Regions from separate parts of the Mus musculus genome. Here regions 1, 3 and 4 are each linked to region 2. Evidence: chromatin contacts called from public Hi-C and HiChIP or PLAC-seq data. All regions are on one chromosome and are shown on one strand. Each heading gives the region's core, a stretch centred on a gene start, on an enhancer-like site or on the middle of the called end of the contact. The rest is flanking DNA. Distances are from core to core; before and after follow the strand shown. Region 1 has its middle 8.1 kb from the start of Gm29859. Region 2 holds the start of Zbp1 (Z-DNA binding protein 1). Region 3 has its middle 57 kb from the start of 1700021F07Rik. Region 4 has its middle 42 kb from the start of Gm14642.

Region 1 (2,700 bases), core at 178-2,677, 170 kb before region 2:
TAATTCTAGAAGAACAACAGCATTTAGCTACCAGGCTCAGAGGACTCAGCAGACTCAGAGGACTCCCTGGGCCGCTCTGTGCTCCCCTCGCTGCTCTGTGCTCCCTGAGTTGGTCTGTGCTCCCCTCGCTGCTCTGTGCTCCCTGGGCTGCTCTGTGCTCCCTGGGCTGCTCCGTGCTCCCTGGGCTGCTCCTGGGCTGCTCCATGCTCCCTGGGCTGCCTTTTTTAACAGAAGCCTTTTGTCCTGCTTTCTATAATTCTGAAGCCCAGACCAGCTTTGCACTCACTGGGTAACTGTGTAGCACAAGCTGGCCTCAAACTCTTGGGATTCCCCCTGCCTCAGACCCAGGAATACTGAGATTACAGGTGTCCACCACCATTCCTGGCTTTACATTATTCTTCTATGTCAGTGTTTCTTGGAGTGAACCTGAGGCAGGAGTAAACCCCTCTTGGCAGGACAGGACACTGAAGCTACAGTTTAAGTGTCTCCCTACTGGATTCTTATGAACAGGGAAGATGAAGCCTGTGGTGGTCTGCATAAGTAATGGCTCCCATAGGCTCAGACTTCGAATGTTTAGGGAGTAGAACTGTTTCAAAGGATTAGGAGGACACGGAGGTGTGGCCTTGTTGGAGGAAGTGCATCACTGAGGAGTCGGCTTTGAGGTTTCCAAAGCCCATACCAGTCCCTGTCTGTCTGTCTGTCTGTCTGTCTGTCTGTCTGTCTGTCTCCCCACTCCTCTTACCCCCTGCAGATCAGGATGTAACTCTCAGTTACTGGTCCAGTGCCTGCCTGCCTGCCTCTCATCATGCTTCCCCTTAATGATAATGGACTAAACCTCTGAAACAGTAAGCCAGCTGGCCCCCAGTTAAATGCTTTCTCTTACAGTAGTTGCCTTGGCCATGGTGTCTCCTCACAGCAACAGAACATTGACTAACGCAAGGACTAACCAATCCTCTTGGGTTTACCTTGAGGAACTGACCAGGTTCGCCCTCTGTGTTCCTCCATCCCTCCTACCCTGTTCCTCAATGGAAGCTGGGACTTCATCAGAGATATCACAGCACCTGCGCACTCAGGCCTTTACCTTCCAGGCTGTCGTCTAACAGTTCTGAGTATTGAAAGGGTCCAAATCTAGAGAGCAACAGGGAGATGTGGCGCCTTGGAGGTAGATGGGTTGCTCTGGACCCCAGGTTGCCAGCACAGAGAGACGCTGAGCTCCAGGCTTGCTGTCTGCAGCAGGCACCTGTTTTCACGAGGGGCCTCCAGCTCTGAATTGAGCTCAAGGTGGAGCCCAGCTTTGCCCCGAGAGCAACCTCATGAGTCACTTCACAAGCCGGTGGAAGAGAGCCAGGCTCGGCCTGCTCTCACCCCTTACCCTGCAGTCACCTCTGTAAGAAACAGTTGTCATCCGTTTTAGAACCAAGTGCCTCAGAATTCATCAGCATGAGAAAAGCAGGAAGCTGTAGGGCCTCTCCCCAAGCTGCTCACTGGTGCCTCACAGAACACTAAGAACTGGAACCTTGTCTGTTACACGAATGAGCCCAGGACCAGAAAAGGGGGCAGCCCCGAATCTCACATTAGATAAACATGTCCTACACCAATGCGATGGGGAATTTGGGCAAGGGGTAAGTCCAGGCCTGTGGGAAAGAATAGCAGGAACTTCTCATGGCCAGGGAACTATAAAAATTCGCATCTTGCGCCAAATCAACACACAAGCCATTTTTTGCCTCTTCTCTGTGCCAGTCCATGCTCTGTGGATTATGTTTTCTCTTCCCTGTCTTTTTAAACTCACGACTTTCTTATTTCCCAAACTCCCCCAGTGGCAATGAAGGCTGACATTCACAGAGGATGGTGGCACCAAGCCTCCTTTAGCCTCAATACTTCCAGTGAGCAACTACAGGAGATGAGTCACAGGAAAGACCGTGGCTGAGGCCTAGAACAGGTGTCCGATGAGGTCACGGGGACAGTGATGGTTCTAATATGAACCAAATTCCCAGAGTTTATTTTCTGGTGACTCTGGAATCTGAGCTCATGGTGGTAGCTGGGACTCTGGGGAGGGCCTCATAAAAACACATCTTTAAAACAGCTGGAAAATAAAGAGGTCAGAGCAAGGTCGCCCAAGTGTGGAGAACCATAAAAATGAACTACCCTCCCTTGGGTGCCCCTCTGCAGCCTCCTGCCAGGGAGTCACTGAAAACTCAGGGAGAGGGAACATTCTTGCAGACTGACAGAGCAGGTCAAGGGTGACCTCTCCCAGCAGCCCGACCTGTTTTCCACCGCCTCGTCTCATTATGTTCCTAGGTGCTCATGAGCAACTTTTGTCACAAAAAGCATCCCAGCCAGCAAGAGGGCCAGGTCACCCCATATGCCTGCAGGCTTTGTCTTGAAGTCAGCAGTTCTGCCCCAGGCACAGCCAATGCACCTTCCCTAGTAAGCAAAGGTGACTGGACCCCAGCAGCAGCACCAGAAACATCCGCCATCTCCCACCCTCTCATCCCACCAGCTGGTAGGGTAGGGAAGACTCAACTAAAGTTGGGACCCCTCCAGATGTAAGGGGAGTCCTAGGTGTGATTGTTACCACAGAGTCAAATGTACTTTAGGCAGAAGACCATCAGGGCCTTAGCGGTCAGACCTCAGCTGTGGGTCGGTTGGGATGGGCTGAAGGAATATTGCTACCAGGGTGAAAGATCCAGAGTGTAGGGT
Region 2 (2,700 bases), core at 171-2,670:
TATACATGAAATAAATAAATAAATCTTTTGTTTTTTAACATTTCTTTATTATGTGTAGAGTACTCTGGAGGAGTCAAGTGGCATTTTCACAGGGGCTACCTAAGACCATTAGAAAGCACAGATCTTTACATTATGTTTCATAACAATAGCAAAATTATGGTTACAAAGTGTTGATGAAAATCATTTCTATGGTGGGGATCACAACGACGTGCAGAGTTAGGATGGTTGAGAGTCACTGACCTAGGAGGCTCTGACTCCTTCCAGGCAGGTCAGCTAATGTAAGGAAGGGAAGGGAAGGGAAGGGAAGGGAAGGGAAGGGAAGGGAAGGGAAGGGAAGGGAAGGGAAGGGAAGAGGAAAATGCTGAAGAAAGGAGTGAGGAGGGCATGTCCTGAAGCCCTGCTAAGTCTGGAGCCACCTTGGTTAGGGACCAAGCAAGACCCCCTGGGCAAGAGGCGGTTGGTGAGCATGCGCCACCTAGTGGTCAGTTTTCAAATGGCGCCTCTAGGGAACCTGGGCAGTGTCCCTCAATGGGGCCAGCTGAGAGTTCATTTAAAAGCGACTTTATTTATTTTGGGTGGCAACAGGCAGTGCGGTTTCTGTTTTCCTTGGCTGGCTCTGCAGGCACTGTTTTTCCTCCCTGGAAGTCATAAAAAAATCACTTGGAAATGTTAATATTTTCCCATGCACAGGCCCATCCTAAGCTGTGTAGACCTGGCCTGGTCTTGGTCCCTTGGTGACCCTTTCAGGTTCTGTAAGGTGAAGCTGACTGGGGACCTGCCACCTCCTGCTTGCTTGGCAGACATCCTCCAGGCACATCACCTCCTTCTAGTCTCCAACGACTGCTGCTGTCTTGCCCTGTGCACCAGTGACCTGCACACCAGACAGGTACAGAGGTCCCAAGATCATGGCCTCTGCACTCACCCCACCTCCACCCTGTAGCCGGGACCCAGATTCTGGGATTATTGTGAGCTGAGTGGTGGACACAAGGCCATCTCTGTGAGCCCCGATCCCCTCTTACGTAATATGGAACAGAGAAGTGTCTGAGCTGTTCACGGGTCACTGAGAATTTATGAAAGTGAGAAAAGGGGCTCTTTTTCTAGAAGGTATGTGAGTAGATGGTACTACACCTGCCTGTGGGCATGTGGGGGAGGCACAGTAGGTGCCTTTTCCTAGATCTATCTTCCTCCTCACAGGGCTTTCACAGAGTTCTCTTCAGATAGAGCTCTCCCGGTGGGAGACCAGTCTCCACCCCAGAGGCCAAGACTCCTCTCTTCTCTGTCACACAGTCATCCAACTCCAGCTTGCTCACCCACCCCGATTTCAATTTCGATTTCGACACCCTTTCTTTCCGAGAACCACACCAAAGTTTCATTTTCTCTTTCTTTGAAAAGCTGGAGGGCGGGGAGGGGATGGAGCCAGATGGGTATTTGTTTCCGGGATGGTAACAGCTGGTGCCTGCAGGTCCAAGCAGCCATTCTTGCCTGTGGATTCAGAGCCCCAGGCCTGACCACAGTGCCAGAAACTGCCACCCCCTGCCCTAAAGGAGCCCCAAGGCTGCTGTGAGCATGGCAGAAGCTCCTGTTGACTTGAGCACAGGAGGTAAGCTAAACCTCTTCCTTCACCTCGCGTGGGTCCCAGCTGATGTTTCTAAGGCTCCTAGCTCTTTCCTTGGCCCAGACAGCAACAGGATTCTGAGGTCACCACAGGGAAGTCAGCTTGCTTCAAGGATCCTGTGCCCCAGATCCTTCATGTCACCTTACCTCATTGATGAGGTCACCAAGGCCTGTGACAGCCCTCGGGCTCCGAACTGTCATTTCAAGAGAGGACTTTGCTTTGATAAGGAGATGTGACTTTGATTTTACATTCAAGCTCTTCTCCTGCCCTATTTGAACCCTTGCTGAGACTACATACCCTGTCTAGGGGCTTCTGGGCTATGGGAGGCTGCGGGGTGCAGGGCTGTGTGAGGCTGCCATGCTGTGGGCAGGATTTAGTTCACTGCTTTTCTTCTTCATCTTTTGAAAAGCACTTCATTTTTGTTTTTTGTTTGTTTGCTTTTGTTTGGTTTGGTTTTTTCGAGACAGGGTTTTTCTGTGTAGCCCTGGCTGTCTTGGAACTCACTCTGTAGACTAGACTGGCCTCGAACTCAGAAATCCGCCTGCCTCTGCCTTCCAAGAGCTGGGATTAAAGGCGTGCGCCACCACGCCCAGCTGAAAATCATTTCTTATTTCAACATACTAGAAGTGGTTGCTCAAAAGCTATCAGGGAGGAGCCAAGCAAAGACCAGAACTAAGGTCACCTGGTTCCCATGGTTTCCTTTCACTGCTAACCTTTCCAGCCTGTCACCTGCAGCCTTCTGCTTTCCAAAGTCCCACTTTCAGACCCTGCAACCAGTCCTTCAAGTTCACCCTTTGGAGAAGGCTTGGCCTGCCTTGTGTGTCCCTAGGGGCCAGTGGGAGAAAGGAATGAAGGAGAGGCCACTACAGGGCACACTCCCCAGCAAAGGTTTTACAAGGCAAGGCAAAGCCAAGTCAGGAATAGATGCTCAGTGCTATAATCCTTCCCCCAACACCCTCCTCCTCCTCCACCCCCACCCCCAGCCCCACCCTGGGGTGGGGCTGTGGCTGAAGCAGGAGGATTGCTATGAGTTCCAGGCTAGCCTGAGCTAGACTTTGTCACAAGAGGAAAGAAAGAAAGGTAGA
Region 3 (2,700 bases), core at 21-2,520, 250 kb before region 2:
TGTGTCATACTCCACTGATCCCTTCCTTCCTGGAGGGATCGTGTCTGAGGATCATACTTCTCCTTGTCTTCAGGACACCTGGATCTTCCTTGATGTATGTACTGGAGCCAACCTGATCCATGTGACTGTAGGTGTGTGTGTGTGTGTGTGTGTGTGTGTGTGTGTGTGTGTGTGTGTGTGTGTGAGGGGGGAGGTGATATTAGTGTCATCAGCCTGACAGGATAGGATAAGGTGAGCTACGATCTTGAATCACCTGGATATAACTGCATTGTTAGGTCGTAGACAGATCGCTGTAGGCACGCCTTTGGGGGGACTATTTTGATTATGTTCACTGATGTGCAAAGACCCATCTGAGCTGGTGGAACCATCATCCCCCGGGCAGGTGATCTGGAGCTACACAAGACGGAGAGAGGGAGCTGGGCACCAGCATTCTTCTCTCTCCGCTTCCTGACAGTGGATGCAGCTGCCTCGCGCATTTTCCTTCCATGATGTGCTGCGTCCTCAGACTGACCCAGGATGAACTCTTCCTCCGTTGAGTTGCTTCCTGTCAGGTAGTTTGCTGCGCAGTACATGAAGTGATGTGATGGAGGAGTCACTGTGGTTTCTCAGATATCTCCAGGTTTGGATACCGGGTCTTCGGTGACCACGGAGGCGGGGGAAGGGAGGGTGTCCTTTTTCACGGTGCCTCCAGGTATCCAGATCTGAGCATCACGTGTCTCTCTGCAAGTCCATGCTCAGAATAACGTCACCCGTGCTTTACAAAGCACGTGAGTGGGGTCACGTGGAGCTAGGCCTGGAAATCGGAGTGTGCAGCCCTGAAGTCTTGGCCACTCCAGTGCCCTGCTGCCCAGAGACCCATCCCTCAGGAAAGGCCAATTTTGTCTTCAGAAAGGTGAAACAAAAGTACAGTCACAGGAGGGCTGCATGTAAGCACTGGACCTGTGTGCACGGCCAGCTCTGTTGGCAGATCGAGCCTGCTCTTTCCCTTCCAGCCCTCCACCTTCTCTCCACTGCCTTCTCTCTCCTGGTCTTCCTCCTGTCTTTGTTCTCTTTTCTTCCTCTCTTCCTCTCCTTCCCTCTTTTCCTCCCAAGTCTCCAGCACCTTCTGGCCCCAGGTTCTGCATTGGACGTCAATGGAACTCCAGAGCAGGGAGACATGGCCCTGCTTCTTGAGGTCACATGTTGGTGAAAACAAACTTGTCACTCACTGAAGGCCACACAGGGTGACAGCTGCTCTGAGGGAGGTCTGTGTGAGGTCCCATGGGAACACAGATCAACACCTGCCCCCTGCTATTTCCTGCCTGGCTGGCAGGTTCTGTTCCAAGTGGCACTGGGTACATACCGTCTCCGGTGAACATTTGATTCATTCCAACAAACCCCTTTCATCTGAATGCTGCTTGATGAAAATTCATCAATTAAGTTATTCAGAGATTCAGACAGAACGCTCCACAGCCAGCACTTGGCAACAGGCTGGGGTGTCCTCTGCCACCTGCTTGGGTGAGAGCCTGTCCTGTCTTCTTCCTGGTGGGTCCTACTCATAACTGGATGAGCACTTCTTGGGAGCACTGCACTTCTTGGGAGCACTGTTCTTCTTAGGACCATGTTCCTCTGCACCATGCTCAGAAGCACCCCTCTATGTGACCTGGGACGGTATACCCCTCTGTGATATGGGGAAGCACCCCCCCCCATGTCTTATGGGGAGCACCTGCCATGTGGTCAGGGGAGCAGCCCTCCATGCTGTATAAGCTGGCTTTGGATAAAGGGGTTCTTTCCTTGTGTTTTCTCAGAGTAGGAGGGAATGGGAACAGAGCCACCCGAGTCCAAGTGGCCAAAGCAGGTGTTGTCAGCAAGGAAATCAGTATAAATGACTACCCAAGGCACTTATGCCATTTCTGGTTATTTACACAGGAGACAATAAAAATAGCCAATGGGCCACAGAGATCTCTACATGTCTGCCATGGTTGTGACATGATTCACAAGAACCTAGGTAGGGAATCAGTCTAGATGCCTGTCTATAATGGGCAGTTAAACAAATGTCAGACATGCACACAACGCTGTCCATTGGGCAAAGCTTGGGAACTAGGCTGTTGTGTCCAGAGGGCTGTGCTGGCCAGTGGACACTGAGGTAACATTACTAAGTAAGTCACCCTTGTCTTTTCCCCTTTAAACAGGTGGTGCATGTTCCATCTTGGATGTCATATTAGAAGGTTTGGCACTATTAGAAGGCTTGGCCCTGTTGGAGTAGGTATGGCTGTGTTGGAGTAGGTGTGTCACTGTGAGTGTGGGCTTTAAGACCCTCTTCCTAGCTGCCTGGAAGCCAGTATTCTGCTAGCAGACTTCAGATAAACATGTAGAACCCTCAGCTCCCCCTGCACCATGCCGTCTAGATGCTGCCATGTTCCCACCTTGATGATAATGGACTGAACCTCTGAACCTGTACGCCAACCCCAATTAAATGTTATCCTCATAAGAGTTGCCTTGGTTATGGTGTCTGTTCATAGCAATGAAACCCGAATGTCTTAGTTAGGGTTTTACTACTATGAACAGACACCATGACCAATGCAACTTTTATAAAGGACAACATTTGCTTGGGGCTGGCTTACAGGCTCAGAGGTTCAGTCCAGTATTATCATGGCAGGAACATGGTGGCATCCAGGCAGGCATGGTGCTGGAGAAGGAGCTGAGAGTTCTGCAGCCAGG
Region 4 (2,700 bases), core at 39-2,538, 220 kb before region 2:
TGATAGGAGCATCCAGTGACATCACTGATAGGAGCATCCAGTGACATCACTGATGTGAGCATCCAGTGACATCACTGGTAGGAGCATCCAGCACTAGGCTTAGGCACAGAGAAAGGGTCACCAGTCTGCCTCTGCCTGTAGGTCTCTGACCAGCAGGGACTCCTTTTAATAAAAGATTTATGAATTAGTTATGCATATCAGCGGTTGCCTGCACATATGTAAATGTCCCATGTGTATGTCTGGTGCTCACAGAGGCCAGAAGAGGGTGTTAGATCCCCAAGAACTGGAGTTGCAGGGAGTTATAAGCTGACACGTGGGTGCTGAGAATTGAACCCAGGTCCTCCCTCTACAAGAGTGACTTGCGCTCATCTCTCCAGGCCCCACAGGTGCTCTTGGTGAGTCCCCCACTGTCTCGGGCTGTAGAATTAAGGATGCGCAGTCCCTGGCTCAGATTGTTCTGTGATTGATTCCAAGTGATAGTCTCTGGAGAACAGCCCTGGTACTCAGTGAGTGACCCAGCTTCGGGCTTTGAATGTCCAGTACAATAGGAAAAGCGACTAGACACTTCTGCTTTGTACCTGCTGGGAGAGGAGAACCAACTGTCTCCTGTCATTAAGTAGGATTTCAGCTGAGAGAATTTCACAGGTACCTCTGACCCATGTGGGCAGGTTCTACTCTAGCTGTAGCTTGCTGAGTGGTCTTACCGAGAGAGCGTGTGGATGCTACGGGGAGCTTGCTGCGTCTACAGAGAGGATCATGCAACTGGTTCCACTCCTGTTTGCTCCGTACTATTATCATGAAAACATGCCAATTTTGCCAGGTGTTATCTTTTTTTTCTTAATACTTATCTGTGATTATTTTTTATGTGCATGCATGTGAGCCTGCATTTGCTTATGTACACCAAGGGTGCACAGGAACCTGTGGGGGCCAGACAGTATCAGGCATCCGGGAACTCTGTTCCAGGGGTTGGGAGCCACCATGCAGATGTTAGGGACTAAACCCAGATTCTCTGCAAGCGCAGCAAGCTCTCTGTACTGAGCCATTTCTCCAGCCTCCAGGAGTTTTCTTGTGTGGTGAGGGAACCCCCACCCCAGCTTTTCTTACCCTCGAGTCTATTGACATCTTGTAGTATGCTTTTCTCATTGGATCCTGCAATACTGCTGCTTACAAGTCGATGATGGGGCAGTGAGCTGAAATGCCTGGAATTACCCCTCCCCTCCAGAGACAGGGTGTCTGTCTATGTTAAATGCACCTTTAGTACTTTACCAGGAAGTGGTTGGCTCTCTCTCAGTTGTCACTTCCTGCTGTTTACATTTTTGTGGAGAGGAAGAAGTGAGAGCCCAGGGCCTTCTTGGGTCTCTTCTGAGCATGCACCCTCTGTCAGCACACAGCCATGAGGAACCTGCTGGAATTTGAAGTGTCTCCATGAACAGTTTGGTGGCTGCTGTCTTCCCCTGCTCTCCGCCTGCTTCATGGAGCTTCTCTTCCTGGGCTTTCTCCTAGGCTTTTTGGTTAGCTCATAGTTTGTTCAAAATGTGGTTCACCGGAATCCAGCGGGTGAATCCGTAACGTCTTACCGTTTCAAAACAAAACAAAACAAAACAAAAAAACAAAACAAAATCTTCCACATTAGGTCAAATGAAGGCAACCTTGCAAGTAGAGTCACTCCAGGACAGAGTAACTACAGTTTCCTGGTGATGAGGCACTGTCCCCTCAGGGAGAGGCCCGGCTGCTGACTCTAGGCTGGGTGATGAGAAAGCTATGGAAATGCATCCGGTTAAAATGCTGCCAGGCGCTCCACAGTCACTCTCTCCCTGGAATTTTGCAGATCTGTGCTGGATTTCCAGAAGCCTGAGAAAAGTCAATTTGGGCATCTTTGCTAGTTTTGTCATGACTTTTGCTGAATCGAGAATTCTCCATTCTTGCTGATATCCATGTGACTTCCTCGTAGTTTTAGCAGGGAAATCTGAGATCCCACCTGTGAGGGTGACACAAAGTTTCCCCCTTTAAAAAAAACTTATGTATGTTTAAAAAAAGAAAAAAAAAAGTTGAGAAGCCCAGCCTGGAAAAGCTCTGTGCATGATTCTAACAGCACGATGCTCTGGAAAAGGCGAAGTGAGAGAGATCATGGCGCTGTTAGTGACTGACCTCAAGGGGCAGGGGCAGCTTGTCTTCCCAGGAGACAGCCATTGGTAGGGGTGAGGGCCTAACCCCAGGGCACAGGGCACAGGGGCTGAAGATATAATTGCCATTCATCTCTTGATTTGAGAATCTGCCCAGTGGTATAGCCACTGGCATGGCTGGTCCCAAGGGAGTTTGGTTGCAGAGACCGACCTGCCAGGCTTTTGTGCTAAAGTCAGAGGCCCTTGATGTATTATTCAGGTACTGATCAATGGCAGAGGCAGATCCATTCTCCACCGGTCCTCCTGGCTGGGGGCCTCTGGTGTGTTAGAAGCAACTGCAGCTGTCTGAAACATCTGCTGAGCTGCAGCCTCAGCTCCAGGCCATGGCTACCAGAGAAACATTCGAACCCATGGCCTGCTTCTCAGGCTGCTCTGACCTCTGAGTCCTCTGGGAGAAGCGGCTGTTCCCAGCCTCAGAGGAAAGGAAGGGTGGTCTCAGGCTTCACCCATGTTCTGTCTCTGTGTCCAGAAGTAGCTGTCATCAAAGGGGGACGCACTTGGGAGTTAGAAATAGCTG

What was found. Hi-C and Micro-C count contacts between places; a contact is called where the count stands out from the background. HiChIP or PLAC-seq counts read pairs in DNA pulled down with a chosen protein or histone mark.
Region 1: a Hi-C map of Th1 cells shows a contact between it and region 2, with 3 times the contacts expected there. The contact joins the enhancer-like site here to the promoter of Zbp1 in region 2. A contact is called at or near these places in 7 of 39 promoter capture datasets (the 3T3-L1 cell line, embryonic stem cells, hippocampal neurons and 3 more), 2 of 15 datasets of contacts at CTCF or cohesin (large pre-B cells and pro-B cells), 2 of 484 Hi-C or Micro-C datasets (Th1 cells and bone marrow-derived macrophages), 5 of 115 datasets of contacts at active chromatin or transcription factors (effector CD8 T cells, embryonic hindbrain, embryonic stem cells and 1 more) and 3 of 9 other capture datasets (adipose tissue, liver and macrophages).
Region 3: a contact with region 2 is called in a Hi-C map of B cells, with 4 times the contacts expected there. The contact joins the enhancer-like site here to the promoter of Zbp1 in region 2. A contact is called at or near these places in 24 of 39 promoter capture datasets (the 3T3-L1 cell line, 3T3-L1-derived adipocytes, the HPC-7 cell line and 15 more), 5 of 15 datasets of contacts at CTCF or cohesin (CD8 T cells, the NIH/3T3 cell line, embryonic stem cells and 2 more), 105 of 484 Hi-C or Micro-C datasets (the 63-12 cell line, B cells, the C2C12 cell line and 57 more), 33 of 115 datasets of contacts at active chromatin or transcription factors (CD4 T cells, CD4 single positive thymocytes, CD8 T cells and 23 more) and 3 of 9 other capture datasets (adipose tissue, liver and macrophages).
Region 4: a contact with region 2 is called in an H3K27ac HiChIP or PLAC-seq map of double positive thymocytes, with 3 times the contacts expected there. The contact joins the enhancer-like site here to the promoter of Zbp1 in region 2. A contact is called at or near these places in 13 of 39 promoter capture datasets (the HPC-7 cell line, HPC-7-derived erythroid cells, the SN4741 cell line and 8 more), 3 of 15 datasets of contacts at CTCF or cohesin (CD8 T cells, large pre-B cells and pro-B cells), 23 of 484 Hi-C or Micro-C datasets (3T3-L1-derived adipocytes, B cells, the Patski cell line and 16 more), 11 of 115 datasets of contacts at active chromatin or transcription factors (CD8 T cells, the SCID.adh cell line, astrocytes and 8 more) and 5 of 9 other capture datasets (adipose tissue, embryonic stem cells, liver and 2 more).

What each region holds. Positions count from the first base shown.
Region 1 is chr2:173,384,643-173,387,342 of GRCm38.p6, reverse strand. No RefSeq gene overlaps it. Among named protein-coding and RNA genes, the nearest start is that of Gm29859, 8.1 kb to the right of the region's middle. Within about 2 kb of position 1,427, at least 72 of the 459 cell types and tissues checked have an H3K27ac peak or open chromatin away from gene starts, as enhancers often do. A contact at or near this core is called in Th1 cells, adipose tissue, memory CD8 T cells and 1 more, where this site is marked.
Region 2 is chr2:173,217,642-173,220,341 of GRCm38.p6, reverse strand. It overlaps Zbp1 (Z-DNA binding protein 1), which reads left to right and starts at 1,420. Exons shown (of 8, transcript NM_021394.2): 1 at 1,420-1,600. The coding sequence starts at 1,567.
Region 3 is chr2:173,463,806-173,466,505 of GRCm38.p6, reverse strand. No RefSeq gene overlaps it. Among named protein-coding and RNA genes, the nearest start is that of 1700021F07Rik, 57 kb to the left of the region's middle. Within about 2 kb of position 1,270, at least 19 of the 459 cell types and tissues checked have an H3K27ac peak or open chromatin away from gene starts, as enhancers often do. A contact at or near this core is called in the 63-12 cell line, B cells, the SCID.adh cell line and 1 more, where this site is marked.
Region 4 is chr2:173,435,384-173,438,083 of GRCm38.p6, reverse strand. No RefSeq gene overlaps it. Among named protein-coding and RNA genes, the nearest start is that of Gm14642, 42 kb to the right of the region's middle. Within about 2 kb of position 1,288, at least 68 of the 459 cell types and tissues checked have an H3K27ac peak or open chromatin away from gene starts, as enhancers often do. A contact at or near this core is called in CD8 T cells, the SCID.adh cell line, double positive thymocytes and 5 more, where this site is marked.